Regions from separate parts of the Capsicum annuum genome. Here region 1 is linked to region 2. Evidence: chromatin contacts called from public Hi-C data. All regions are on one chromosome and are shown on one strand. The core of a region is the stretch at or near the end of the contact, and the rest is flanking DNA. Distances in the headings are between cores, read along the strand shown.

Evidence for each region. Hi-C and Micro-C count contacts between places; a contact is called where the count stands out from the background.
Region 1: a Hi-C map of leaf shows a contact between it and region 2, with 3 times the contacts expected there. The contact joins two enhancer-like sites. A contact is called at or near these places in 2 of 5 Hi-C or Micro-C datasets (leaf and placenta).

The regions. Positions count from the first base shown.
Region 1 is chr3:101,822,394-101,829,055 of UCD10Xv1.1, forward strand. It overlaps LOC107863621 (DEAD-box ATP-dependent RNA helicase 37), which reads right to left. Exons shown (of 7, transcript XM_016709629.2): 4 at 4,134-4,376; 5 at 3,576-3,743; 6 at 2,947-3,060; 7 at 1,505-2,242. The coding sequence ends at 1,763. Among protein-coding and RNA genes, the nearest start is that of LOC107863621, 6.5 kb to the right of the region's middle. Within about 2 kb of position 1,513, at least 3 of the 5 cell types and tissues checked have an H3K27ac peak or open chromatin away from gene starts, as enhancers often do. A contact at or near this core is called in leaf, where this site is marked.
Region 2 is chr3:101,156,748-101,163,661 of UCD10Xv1.1, forward strand. It overlaps LOC107863625, which reads left to right. Exons shown (of 18, transcript XR_007052978.1): 14 at 4,025-4,205; 15 at 4,930-4,957; 16 at 5,068-5,188. Among protein-coding and RNA genes, the nearest start is that of LOC107863625, 29 kb to the left of the region's middle. Within about 2 kb of position 4,109, at least 4 of the 5 cell types and tissues checked have an H3K27ac peak or open chromatin away from gene starts, as enhancers often do. A contact at or near this core is called in leaf, where this site is marked.

The DNA of each region.
Region 1 (6,662 bases), core at 263-2,762, 660 kb after region 2:
ATCCATTTTTATATTTTTACCTGAGAAATGAATGACCTACTAAAGCAGGTAAAAGTTACCTGGTGGTATAAAAAAAAACTACACCAACGGTGCACCAAACTTAAATTCTTTATATTTTGCACGCTGACATACTCTTTGTATTACATAGCCAAGGACCCCCCTGTACTTTTGACTAGGGGTGGGCATGGTATGGTATGATACGGTATTTAAAACTTCGGTATGGTAATTTCAGTATTCGGTTTTTAAAAATATTATACCATTACCATACCATATTAATTTGGTATGGTTCGGTATTTTGACGTTTGGTTTCGGTATTTTGCGGTATGATAATTGATAACCATAGTTTGTACAACTTTGATAATATATACTCGTATACTAGAGTATTTTTACTTCGACTTTTCAAAAGCACGTCTTAATTGTATTAGAAATACGCATATGTTGTAGAAATATTGAAAAAGAAGTACAAATAATTCTTTTTGTTAGTTAATTACACAAAAAAGACATTTTCATCAAAATAGAATAGCAAAAGTTTTAATGTCTAAACATTTTTATACTAATACTAAGTATAATATTTGTGTATGTGTATGTATATATATATATATATGTGTGTGTGTGTGTGTATGTATATATATATGTGTGTATATATATATATAAAAGATACTTATGAAACTATATATACTTCGGTATGGTATTCGGTATTTCGGTATGTCATTTATAAATACCAAATACCATACCATATACCAAAAAAAATTAAAATGTATACCATATATCATACCAAATATCATAATACCAAAATTATGGTATCAAAAATTTCGATTCGGTATGATAATTCGGTATATACCATACCATGCCCACCCCTACTTCTGCCACACTAAACATACATACCCTAAATAATCATTTGACCATGAGAATCTTTTTCATTTTTTTCCTAAAAAAATATGTTAATTTAGTGAAAAAAAGTAAAAACAACAATGTTTGATCATAAAAATTATTTAACTTTAGTGAAAATTACTTTTGAAAAAATGAAAAGAAAGTAAACTTATTTTTAACTTTTTTCACTCCTATTTCTCTCCTAAAATTTAATAAAACAACTCAATTTTATATTCATGGCCAAACACAACAACTCCCAACTCCAAAAATCATTACCTGCATGGACAACCGGGGCCTAAGATGTCATTTAGTGTATCGACCACTCGTACTACAGCCCCACTCCCAAGTCCCAACTTATGAAACTTTCTCCAGAAACCCATCTGTATTCATTCACATTTCTCATAGAAAAGAATACAATTATACTATTTCCGCTGTCAACAACCAGCATCACAAACAACTACTAAAATAATATTCCCATGAGCCTTTTTTCCAATTTCCACTTCCCTAAGGAACAAGAATACAACCAAAAATGAAGAAACCTGCAAGAGATTTTAGACATGATATCTCACTTCGTTCGAAATACAATAATAATCTAAATCAGATGCACATTGCACGTGGCGATTAACTATCCATATGCACTCCAAAAAAAAATTAATTCGCAAAATAATATTGTATTAAACAAAGGCATCATTGAACTATTGGACAAAAGTTGCTTCCTATGTGATCTCCAATTTGCCAATCTAACTACCATAACAATCTTGCAGTTGTCCCCTATAGGACCCCAAAATAACAAGAACTCGACGCTGTTTCGGACTAGAAAATATCATAATCCAAATTTGTTGATGAGTAATATACAACTGCAGGAAAGTATAGGTATCATAATTTTGAGAAGCTAGTCCCAGGCACTAGTTACTCCAGGACCATATCCTCCACTGTAATTGCCATAACCACCACTACTATTACCTCCATCATAGTAATTCACACCACCTCCACTTCTATTGTATGAGGAATCCCTCCTGAAGTCACGCCCACCAAAACGGCCTCCGCCAGCCCGCCTGTTTCTACCTCCGTATGAACGGCTAGCATAACGAGTCAACCATTCGGGTACTTCCTGATTAGCTTCTTGCATCAAGTCAGCTAGAGGTTTGGACATCGAAAGGTTACCTTCATTAAAGAAAGCAGTTGCTAGTCCTGTCTTGCCTGCACGGCCTGTCCTGCCTATACGGTGCACATAATCATCAATGTCATTAGGAAGGTCAAAGTTGATAACATGAGAAACATGAGGGATATCAAGGCCTCGAGCAGCCACATCTGTCGCAACTAAAATTGGGGTATCTCCTCTCTTGAATGTTCTCAACGCTTGCTCCCTTTCCTATAAAATAAACCCACACGTAATGTTGACTATGATGAGCAGCAAAATAGTGCAAGTAATAGTTGGTGCAACACAAAAAACTGACTGAATATAGAAGTATCAGGTACACGTGTTACATGCACACATGCCCCTTCTCCTCAGCATGCAATGCAAATATTGATAGCAAGATGTGATGGCAAACCATTCCAGCTTGCAAATGGTGGACAGTTCGTGAGTAAAAACGCTAAGTGTTTTGAAGATAAAGGTAACACCATTCAGAAGATCTAGATGAACTGTCCACTTTTGTTTCATTTTTGGTGCAAAGAAGATCTTTGCAAATGATGCTGATAACAGTGATAGAACTCATAGAATCTCTCTTTAAGAATAGGAAGGGCAGCCCCGTGCACTAAAGCTACCGCTATGCGCGGTGTCTGGGGAAGGGCCCCACGACAAGGGTGTATCGTACACAGCCTTACTTTGCATTTCTGCCAGAGGCTGTTCCCAAGGCTTGAACCCGTGACAAGTGATATTCTTTTGGTATCTGGTAAATATTTTTGACAGCACTCCTTGTTGCCATATTACAATACACTTGCCACTTCTCAAACAAAAAAAAAAAGTGGTGCCATTTAATCACATTGTAATGAAGGCGCAGGACAGTGTATAAGGTCATGTTTGAAGATCAAACAATTTTGATCTATCTCTATCAATACCTAGATCTCGCCTACCTGCTGAGTCCTATCACCATGAATGGCAGTCGCAGGAAACCCATTAATACACAGCCAATGCTCCAATGCATCAGCACCCTTCTTTGTTTCGACAAATACCAAAGTTAGAGCATGCTGCAGAAAACAAGATAATGCAGTAAATAATATTGCCAGTCAATTTAAACGAAAGATTAAAGACTCCGTATTGTGTTTATCATGTAAAAAATTTATAGGCCCAATGCAACACAAAAGCAAATGACAAGAATGATGCAGTCATGTCCTTGGAAAACACTGAAGCATTTCCAGTCAATTTAAATGAAAACTCACGCAGAATGAAAATTTAAGCAGACTGCGATCTAGGAAATTCAGCATTCATATAATCATATCTATATATAGTAGGTAAATAAAACAACAAAACCAATTATGGACAGAATGAGCAGCTAAAGTGACCAGGCAAGAGGAGATTTACGCTAGTGCCTGTACAGACAAAAAGAATTAGAAAGTCAACATCCTTAATTCTTTGCTAGTCCCTAGGATTAGAAGTCCCGACTTCTTCCCCACTCAGTCAAGCTGCTCCAGGTGCCTTAAACAGAACTAAAGTAGTTGAGAATAATTCCTATAGCAAGAGAGAGCTAAGAGTCGCATGCTACCTTGCCGTGAACCCCATTAGCCATCTGTGCATGAAGTAGGTCCATAAGATGGCTTCTCTTGTCACCATCATGAACAAATTCAACTCGTTGAACAATCAAATCAGTACTAGAACCAACCCGTCCAACCGCCAAAAATATGTAGTTTGCAAGAAAATCAGAAGCCAGTCTCTGCATTCCCAAAAACAAACGAAGAAAGAAATGGTTAGAGATCATATACAAAAGAAGATTTTACTCGATGCCAACTCAACAAGTTAAAAGGCAAATTTTCCAGCATTGCAAAAATACAGGTGTCCTCATGTAACAAGAAGAATGAGAAGAAATATTAGGATTCAACAAGAAATATGTTTTTTTTGGGGGGTGTGGGTGGGTGAGTGGGTGGGGCGGGTTACACTGGAGAAAGAAAAACAAAAATATAGAACATTTAGTAGAAGTTCAAAGAAGCTCAAAACCATGGTTTAAGATGATGTGCATCATACCGATAGAAAATGTCTGTAAGCAGCAGAATACTAACAACACATATTGACAATTGAAGAACACCCCTACTGAATAAAAGAAAACCTGAATCTCCTTTGGGAATGTAGCACTGAACAGCATAGTCTGTCTTTCACCAGGTGGAGGCATATCCATTTGCTCCACAATCCTTCTGATTTGAGGTTCGAATCCCATGTCCAGCATACGATCTGCCTCATCGAGTGCTAAATATCTGATCATCTGTAATGAAACTTTTGCTCTCTCAAGTAAATCAACCAGTCTTCCAGGAGTTGCCACAAGAATATCAACTCCTCTCTCAAGCTCTCGGAGCTGCAGATATGTAACAAACAAATGTTCAAACAATAACGCAACAAACACATCATTTACTTCCTTGATAAGTAATGTTTTATTGATATTGCATAGGAAACAAAATATACAAGACGTGTACTAAGAAGTAAGCAATCTAGAGAACACCACTTTATACTTGAATGTTCAGGCTTCTTGAGCTAATCTGACAATGAACTGATAAGATCAGATACTACACTTTCTATATAATCTAACAACAAAATCACCACACTAAACAACTGAATATTTCTTAGTACTTTTATTGAGGTTCTGACTTCACCGGCATATCAAATGAAAGTAATGTTACTAGATCTGATTTGTTCAAATTTCCAAACTAATTTCAGTGTATGACTTTTTTCAATAACCAAGAAACTCCCTGAGGCCAAAGGCACACGGTTCGGAACTCAGCGGATAATGGGCCCAGCCCTCTTCTCTTCCCCACTAATGTGAGTGCATAACTGTAAGTCGAACAAAAAAAAAATGTATGTTGATCTAAAAGTAGACATCAGATGGAGGTGGAAGAACATTCTAGACTTCCCATCAAAATATGTAACAAGAAAATGGGATGTTCAGAAACGGAAATCTGGGAAACAAGGGGCACCTTCCTGAAGATAACAGGGTAACAAAATCCCAACAAAAAGAAAACTTGCTAACTTAGAACAATATATGGTTCATGTCAGATACAAATGTACCAGAAAATAAAGATCTTTTACTTTTTTTTCCTCACATCAGTAAATAAGAAGGTATTCCAAAAGATAATGACACTAGCTTTCAATTGCATTTGCACTAGATTTCAGGATCTAACCAAAATGAATGTGAATAGGGAAGTTCATATTCAAGCAACTATTTACCCAAATCAATGCATCTTGAAGGATCGCACTTATCCTGGTCAAGTACATATAGATCTTCATGAGACTGCCAAGAGTCCTAACATTAGATTACTTTCTACCTTCTGTATAGCAAGTTTCCCTCTTTCACCGCCAAATGCATATTAGATCTAGAATGATTAGCTAAACAAAATTAAACCAACTCCACGAATTAAATTTGTCTATAGGCTTCTTAGTTGAACTCTTATCAAACCCATTTTGTTTTAGCGTACATTTTGTTCAGGGGTATCAAGTTGAGCAACACTGTGAAGGTTTGGGAAAGGGTGGTGCAGTTGGCTATGGATGGATTCTGGCGTGGTAGAGGTAGACCAAAGAAATATTGAGGGAGGTGATTAGACATGACATGGAGCCGTTGCAGCTTGCCGAAGACATGACCCTAGATAGGAAAGTACGGAGGACGCGAATTAACGTAGACTGGTAGTAGTTAGGAGTGTGTCTCTGCTAGTATGTAGGAGTGCTTTGTCTTGTTATTTGTACTAGTTGTTGCAGCGTGTTGCTTGTAGTGTCTTGATCTTGGTGTATTGGTGATGTTTGTTGTTTCGGATGGGTCGAGTGTAGTACTACTCTGTGATAGGATTATTTTTGTTATTATCTGTTATTTGCTTCTACCTATTGTTTCTTGTTCCTATATTATGTCCTCTAGAATATTTTTGTCTTGAGTCGGGGGTCTTTCAAAAACAGCCTCTCTACCTCACCTCTGCGGTAGTGGTACTGACTGCATCACTTTACCCTCCCAAGACCCCACTTTGTGGGAGTAAACTGGGTATGTTGTTTTACTTTTTGTACAAGGAAAGCATGCCAAAGGTAACAAAATTTAAACGGCTTTTTCACATTAACATATTGAAAAATCTAACAAAAATGCTCCCAATGAACAATTGATGAGTTGCATATAGTTTTACAAAGCCATGTTATGCATGAGTAGTGTTCTTCACATGTGAGAACACAGTAACAACTTGTATTTAAGCATTTCAAGAAGAAATTGAGGTGCACTCACTTCTCGGTCTTTCCCTATTTCACGATTACTTACAAGTTGATAAAAAGGGGGAGGGAAGAGAAGAGGAATACTAGCATATACAGCTGAAAACATGAAAGAAAAAAGTGGCACCCAATTAACAATCACACTAAAACCATTAGTCCTTATTACACCAATTTTTTGACAAAAACTAACAGCTGCTTGTCAAAGGAAGGTATTTTTCAAAGAGAAAGTATGGAGATGGAAAGTAAAAGGCCCCTGGGGCTTTGATAAAGTGGTATGAGCACAACATGTGATGCGTAATTAGGCACATGTCATAGGTTCAAACCTTATCACCAACAAAATTAGGCACATGTCATAGGTTCAAACCTTATCACCAACAAAAGCTTGGCATTTAAGTAGAAAAGAGAA
Region 2 (6,914 bases), core at 2,859-5,358:
CACCCACTCCCTTTCTCGTCGTTCAATGTCATGTGTGATAGCTTCAAGATGATCCAAGTCAGTATGACTAAATGGAGGAATTGGATTCGGGGAACTAAAAATTTGGCATAGCCTTTCAAGGTTCCATTTGAATTCTTCAAAAGGGTCCTTGAAAGCATTATTATCCATGGTACCTAATAAAAAAACAGCAACAAAAACAACACACAAGTTAGCTCAAAAGTATCCTCACCACACTCTTCTTTCCTTTGGATACCTCACACTTGGCTTCACAAGTGTTGAAAGTTGGCTTGTAATCCGTGAGAAGTTGAGGGATGAGTTCTACTCTTGCCTAGAATAGATTTTCGTTTGAAGACTCAAAGAAATCTTGTTCGGACTTGAGCGAAGAAACTACCACGAATCAAAAAGATAAAAAGCACACAAGAAACGCAAACATGAATAAAAACGGACTCAAAACTAACTTACAACCTAGTTTGTGATTACTAGCTTGTCAATTAGTACTAGAATCAATAAATGAAACTAAAGGCACAAGAAAAAAAACTAAGAAATCTGAAATTTGAGCCTAAGGGGTGGTTCTTGATGAGTGATGACGTGGCAGCCTTGGATTGGTGTTGAAAGTTTGAAAAATTTTCTTGTCTTCAATTTTTATTTGATCAATCTTCAATTGGAAGAGTGGAACTCAGCCTTGGGAGGGAAAACACAAGACTTGGAGCCTTTTTCAATATTCAAAAAAGGCTTTACTTTCCTTTCACCTTTTCGGCAAAACACCCTTTAGAAAGTCTTCCCCCCTTCCTCTTTTGTTTGTATTGGAAGATGCGCTTACTCCCTTTTGGTAAACAAGACTTTTGAAAGCCTTTTTGTTCCCTTTCTTCTTTTGTATTTTCTTGGGATATGCTTTCAAGACTAACAAGGGACCACACCTTTTTCCACTTTGTTAAGATCAAACCGCACCTCTTTAAGTATTCTTGCTCAACAATACATGAAGAACAACAAGAACACTCAAAAATTGAATCCAAACCAAATGATCTCTGAATTTGATAATTTTTGTTTCTTTTTGCACACGTTGAGCTCTACAACAACACATTTTCAAGCCACCAATCCTCAACAACAATCCAAAATTTTGTGATTCACCTTTCTAGTTTCTTCAACCTTCAACTCAACAATGGTGAATATGTCAAAACTACCCCGATTAAGCTCAAATCCAAGATCTAGACTCACTTAGTGTTAGGGAGTAAGAATCTAACACTAGAAACAAACAAAACAAACAAAAATCTCCTAAATCTAAGACTCAAATTTCAGCCAAGACTCCAAAAACGTGACACACTCTTTTTTGTGAGATTTTCGAATTTGGACACCTCTTCTAGTGTTAGGAAACAAGGATCTAATACTAGAACACACAACACATAAAAATTCAAGACCAAAGTTTCGGCCAAGGGCCAAAAAAGGGACAGAATGTGTTTCTTTTAGATTTTTAGTTTTCTACACTTTTTTTTTTTCAAGATAGCAAGCCCAAGATTGATGTTTTGGGAACGAAATCAATCCTTGCTCTGATGCCAAATGATACGGAATTGATTATGAAGCACTAAAAACAACCAACAACACAAGACAAAACCGAGAACAAGTTGAACAACTAGCTTAGGCCACAACACACAAAACCGAGACAAGATAACAAAAATGCAATAATGTAAAGATAGATAGTTTGACATAAAGAGATTACAAAACCTAAAGACGTGTATCGTCAAGACCCCTAAATCCCGTAATAACAAACACCAAACTCTTACGTAGACACAAGAGGGACATCAATCTCCTCAAGCACCAACGTTTTTAAGCCAAATTGCAACACAAGTGAATCCACACTTGTTATGCCCTAGTTACGGTTTCACTCTCTCTCTAGAGAGAAGACTTGTTCTTTCTATATTCCATATCAATAATCAACTAAATGAAATAACCCTAAAATGTTCTACTTATAGCCTATTACAACAACAACAACAACAACAAACCCAGTGTATTCCCACTTAGTGGGGTTTGGGGGGGTAAGATGTACGCAGTCCATACCTCTACCTCTGATGAAGTAGAAAGGCTGTTTCCGAAAGACCCCCGGCTCAAGGCAGAAGATATCACACAAACACATAGTAAAGCACAGAAGCAGATGACATAACATAAATACGGCACCCATAAGGAATATAAAACAGAGGAAAGCAGAGGAAAGCACACAGATTCGTAATAAGCATGGAACACTGAATACGGAATCATAACGGGAATAAAAAATAAAAAATAAAAAAACCCCCACCAAGTAATTCCCTACACTAGCGACCCAATCTGGCCCTACTCTTCTGCCGTAATTCGCGTCTTCCAGACCTTCCTATCTAGGGTCATGTCCTCGGTGAGCTGTAACTGTTCCATGTCCCGCCTAATCACCTCACCCCAGTACTTCTTCGGCCTACCCCTACCCCGCCTAAAACCATCCAACGCTAGCCTCTCACACCTACGGACCGGGGCATCCATGCCCCTCCTCTTCACGTGTCCGAACCATCTCAATCGTGCTTCCCGCATCTTACACTCCACTGAAGTCACACCAACCTTCTCCCGGATAGTCTCATTCCGAACTCTATCCCCTCGAGTCAGTCCACACATCCAGCGCAACATCCGCATTTCTGCCACCTTCATTTTTTGGATGTGGGAGTTCTTAACTGGCCAACACTGCGCTCCATACAGCAAGGCCGGACGGACTACCACCCTATAGAATTTGCCTTTAAGCTTGGGCGGCACCTTCTTATCACACAGCACCCCCGACGCGAGTTTCCACTTCATCCATCCCGCCCCAATACGGTGCGAGACATCCTCGTCAATCTCACCGTTACTCTGGATCACGGACCCGAGATACTTGAACTTATCCCTCTTACATACCTCCTGTGCTTCCAGCTTCACTACTACCTCGTTCTCCCGCCTCACGTCATTAAACTTACATTCCACATGCTCTGTCTTGCTTCTGCTCACCCTGAACCCTTTAGACTCAAGAGTTTGCCTCCACATCTCTAACATTAATGAGAAGGGCACCTATGGAGTGTAAGAGAGGGGCATAAAAATGACCATAACACCCTTAATGAGAGGGGCGGTCATGGAGTGTTCAGAGAGCTCTTCTTCACACTTCAACATATGCATTTCCTTGTGTTATTTTTGGCCTTCACACTTTCTCATCACTTGGACTATCGGGTGTCTCATCAAGGCAAGCTCCCAAGCAACCTTCCACACACGGAATTGATCTATTGTGGACTCAAAGTGGGTCTCCCATGCATGTCCCCGTTCCCTCAATGTGACCACACCCGAATTCTTCATGTGTTGGCTTTGCATAGTGTCATCTAAAGCTATGATGGCCATTTGGCTCGTATCAACTACCATCCCAAATTCTCTTCTTTCCTCTAAAAACTCCAATTTTATGTTTGGGGGTGTTGACATGTCGAAAAGTGTGTCCAAAATTATGTGTTTGTCCATGTTGAATTCAGTTGATTGAAGCAGTTGGTGTTGATTGTTCCTGAAATTGAAAAGTATGGAGGAATTAGGTTGAAGAGAATGACCTATGATGTTCTTGAGGAAATGGACAAATTGTTGGATATTAACTTGAGTGAATGAGATGAGGAGAATTTGTTGAGCCAACAAGTTGGCTATGCTTCTATTGTATCCATGTCTTTTAACTTGGAATGACCTTGTTGTTTAGGATAGTGAACAAATGGGGAAGAATGAGATGCAGGGGATTTCCCACAATAAGTTCAATTTTGACCTTTAAAATTTTTATTTGTTCATATTTGTTTTCATACTTTAATTTTTTTTAATTTGATAAGTGACGTGAATCCAATGTGTTAGCCATGTCAGTCTAGAGGGACTTAAAATATTAGTTTTGAACACTTACAAGTGTTTAAATGAAACTTTGTGTCGTAGAGGGACTGGGCTATGACAAACCGGAAAAAATACAAGGGTCTCACTCTCCGCTATATATTTTTCCATCTTAACACTCATGCATTATGTGCAGGTAGAAATGCCTGTAGACAAAGCCATAAGTACATTGGTGAGGCTGGGTATTGTAACGCAGGATTCTTTAAATGGGCACACTGAACTGCAGGCAGTCCCTTGCTTCAGGGCATATGAGATTCTTAAACAACACTGGAATAGCTTGCTCGGCTAAGTTTTGCTGTGCAGAAAGTTGTACACGTGTAATTTTATATTCTAATTCTCAAAGAGTTCAATGAAAGTAGGCTATGGTGATTTCCACAGATAGTTGCTATTCTGTAAAATTAAGCATATATTTGGCAGTTTGAATGCAATAAGAGATAGTGGTTGGACAGTTGGTACCTATACTACGATTAGGAAGAACGAATTGGTCGAATACATCAAAAAGCCAAAGAGACCGACGTTGGAAGAATTGATTTTGGCGTGATATAATTATGGTTGGATCTCCCATAACCCATTTATCCTATTGGCATGCAATAGTCAATGTGTTAAGAATTCTTGTAAACACTTTTCTCATAGGAAGGTCAATAGATGCATGTGCTGCTGAATGTAAGGTCAGCTATATAAACGAAGTTTTTCAAGACAAAAAAAACGTATCAAGAATGAAAAACTAAATTGTTATATTATCAATTGAAAAAGAAATTAGTAGATTCTTCTTTAGAGGCAAAAGTTTAGTCCATTCAAGTTTGGCATACGTCGTCTTTTGGTTCTCTAAAATCATGAGTAATGATGAAACATTCCTTCCTTGGCTACCAAAACTCGTATGTATCAATTTGGACATAGAAGAGTTTTTACTTCATGCTCTAGATATACTCCTCCATTTCAAGTCTCGTTTCACATTAATAGCACATCTGTCTTAATATATAACTCTTTGTTCTTGATCGTTTCTCCTTCACTTTTTTTTTTTGTCTTTCCTAATATTTGCAGAGTATGGGGCAATCCCTCAAGAAATTTGGTCCATCTCTCTCTCTCTTTACAACTATTTTTTCACGTCATTGAAGGATTTTTTTGCTAGTGTAAAGGGGAATAAGGCTATTTTGTAATATTTTCTTTCGTTTTTTGCAGCAAATGGTGAGCAGAGTGATAATATTGGTCCAATGATAGAAAATTGCTACAAGAGTCATTTTAGCAACACTGAGAAATGGAGCTTCGCAGAATTTTGCCATGCAGTCTGCCTAACAGTCGAGTAAGTAATCCACCATATTCATATGTTCTGATTAGCATCAAAATCAAAAGAGAAATTGGCATTAGCCGAAATTTAATTTTCATCCAAGTATTTTGGGTAGTATTTTTATTTAATCTTAACTAATTTTCACTTGGCCGTTTAATTTAATTTGTAAAAGTTACATAAATTTTAATCTTTTTGGAGCTAATTACTCCATATCCGAACTTTTTTCAAAATTACTAAAAATTCTCGATTTAGTCCCCACGGATGTGTCGCCTTCTTCCGGATACATCACTTAGTTTTATACGGATATATCACTGAATTTTACATGGAGATATCTGAGTTGTAAAGTAAAAGCAGAAATTTATGTAATTATTAAAAAAAATTGAGATTTTAAATAGTTATAGTACGTTAAGTTGTGAAATGATTGTAATTTTTGTTAATTTGTAAATTATAGATGCTAGCAAGTGAATGTCATTATTTAGACCAACGGGTTACATAATAAATTTCATTTGCAACTTGGATCATTATCTTGAAATTTTGGTCAAATATCAGAGATCTTTTCATTATAGAATCTAATTTCGGTAAAATTTAATTCGCTACTTCCTTTTACACTCTTTTTCGGAACCACTGTTTACTGCATCGCTGTTTCTATTAACTTTAAACCCCTATTAAGTTAAAAATTAAGGTACGGAAAGTAAAGTAAATTTAACCTACGAATAATCAATAGAGATGGAGTCACAAACTACACAAGATGAAATTATTTTAAGTCTCGCCTTGAGTTTCGTCAAGTTTACACTCCGACAAGCCTTGAATTAAGAGATGTTTGTATATATCGAAATTTTACTAGGGGTTCTTTAAGGTTACTCTATCTAAACCCTAAACTTAGAGACAACACAACTTTATATTTCAAATCTCACCTATTTAAAGGGTAATAAATCTCTTGAGCTGACATCTCGAGAATTTAATAAACGCATGAAATATTCACAAAGAGATTAAGACTTTCTCTTATTGATAATCAAATATTTCAACAAGATGCACAGAACTCTCCTTTCATAAATAACAAATTCAAATCTTCATACATTAGAGAAACAAATTCAAATCTTTATACATTAGAGAAATACGTTACTAACGACTCTTGAACCACAAAAACAAATCACAGAGAAGAGTCAAAGGAACATACGGAATTGTACATTGTTTATCAATATATTTTATTTGTGATTACAAAATTTTCTATCACAATAAAATTTATTGCATACAAATCAGTATGCCCAATGGGACCAAATCTGTCTTTTTTCTCTTCTCTTCAAATCAGATTTACAAATTTGGAGCTATAAAAAGCGAAAAGATGGAAGCCCCATTTTTGTGAGTACTTCAAGTTTTGTCTATGAGTTTTTCAAGCCTACACTACGACAATCTTGAAGTAGGGGCATTTATGGACATCAAAATTTTGTGAGATTCTACAAGAGGAGCCCAGTTTCAGTTAGGATTTCTTGGATACTCTACCCTAAACATTAGCTTGGAGGCTACTGAATCCTAATATTTTTCTTTAAAGAGACATCTCAAAAATTTCATAACTCATGGAATATTCACAAAGATATCAAGACTCATTTTTCTTGATAATCAAATACTTTAAGAAGATCCATAAAATCTTTCTTTGTTGGATATCAAGTCTAAATCTTTCTATGTTAAAAAAAAATACGCTCGTAACACCCTCGAATTACAAAATAAAACTTAGAGAGAATAA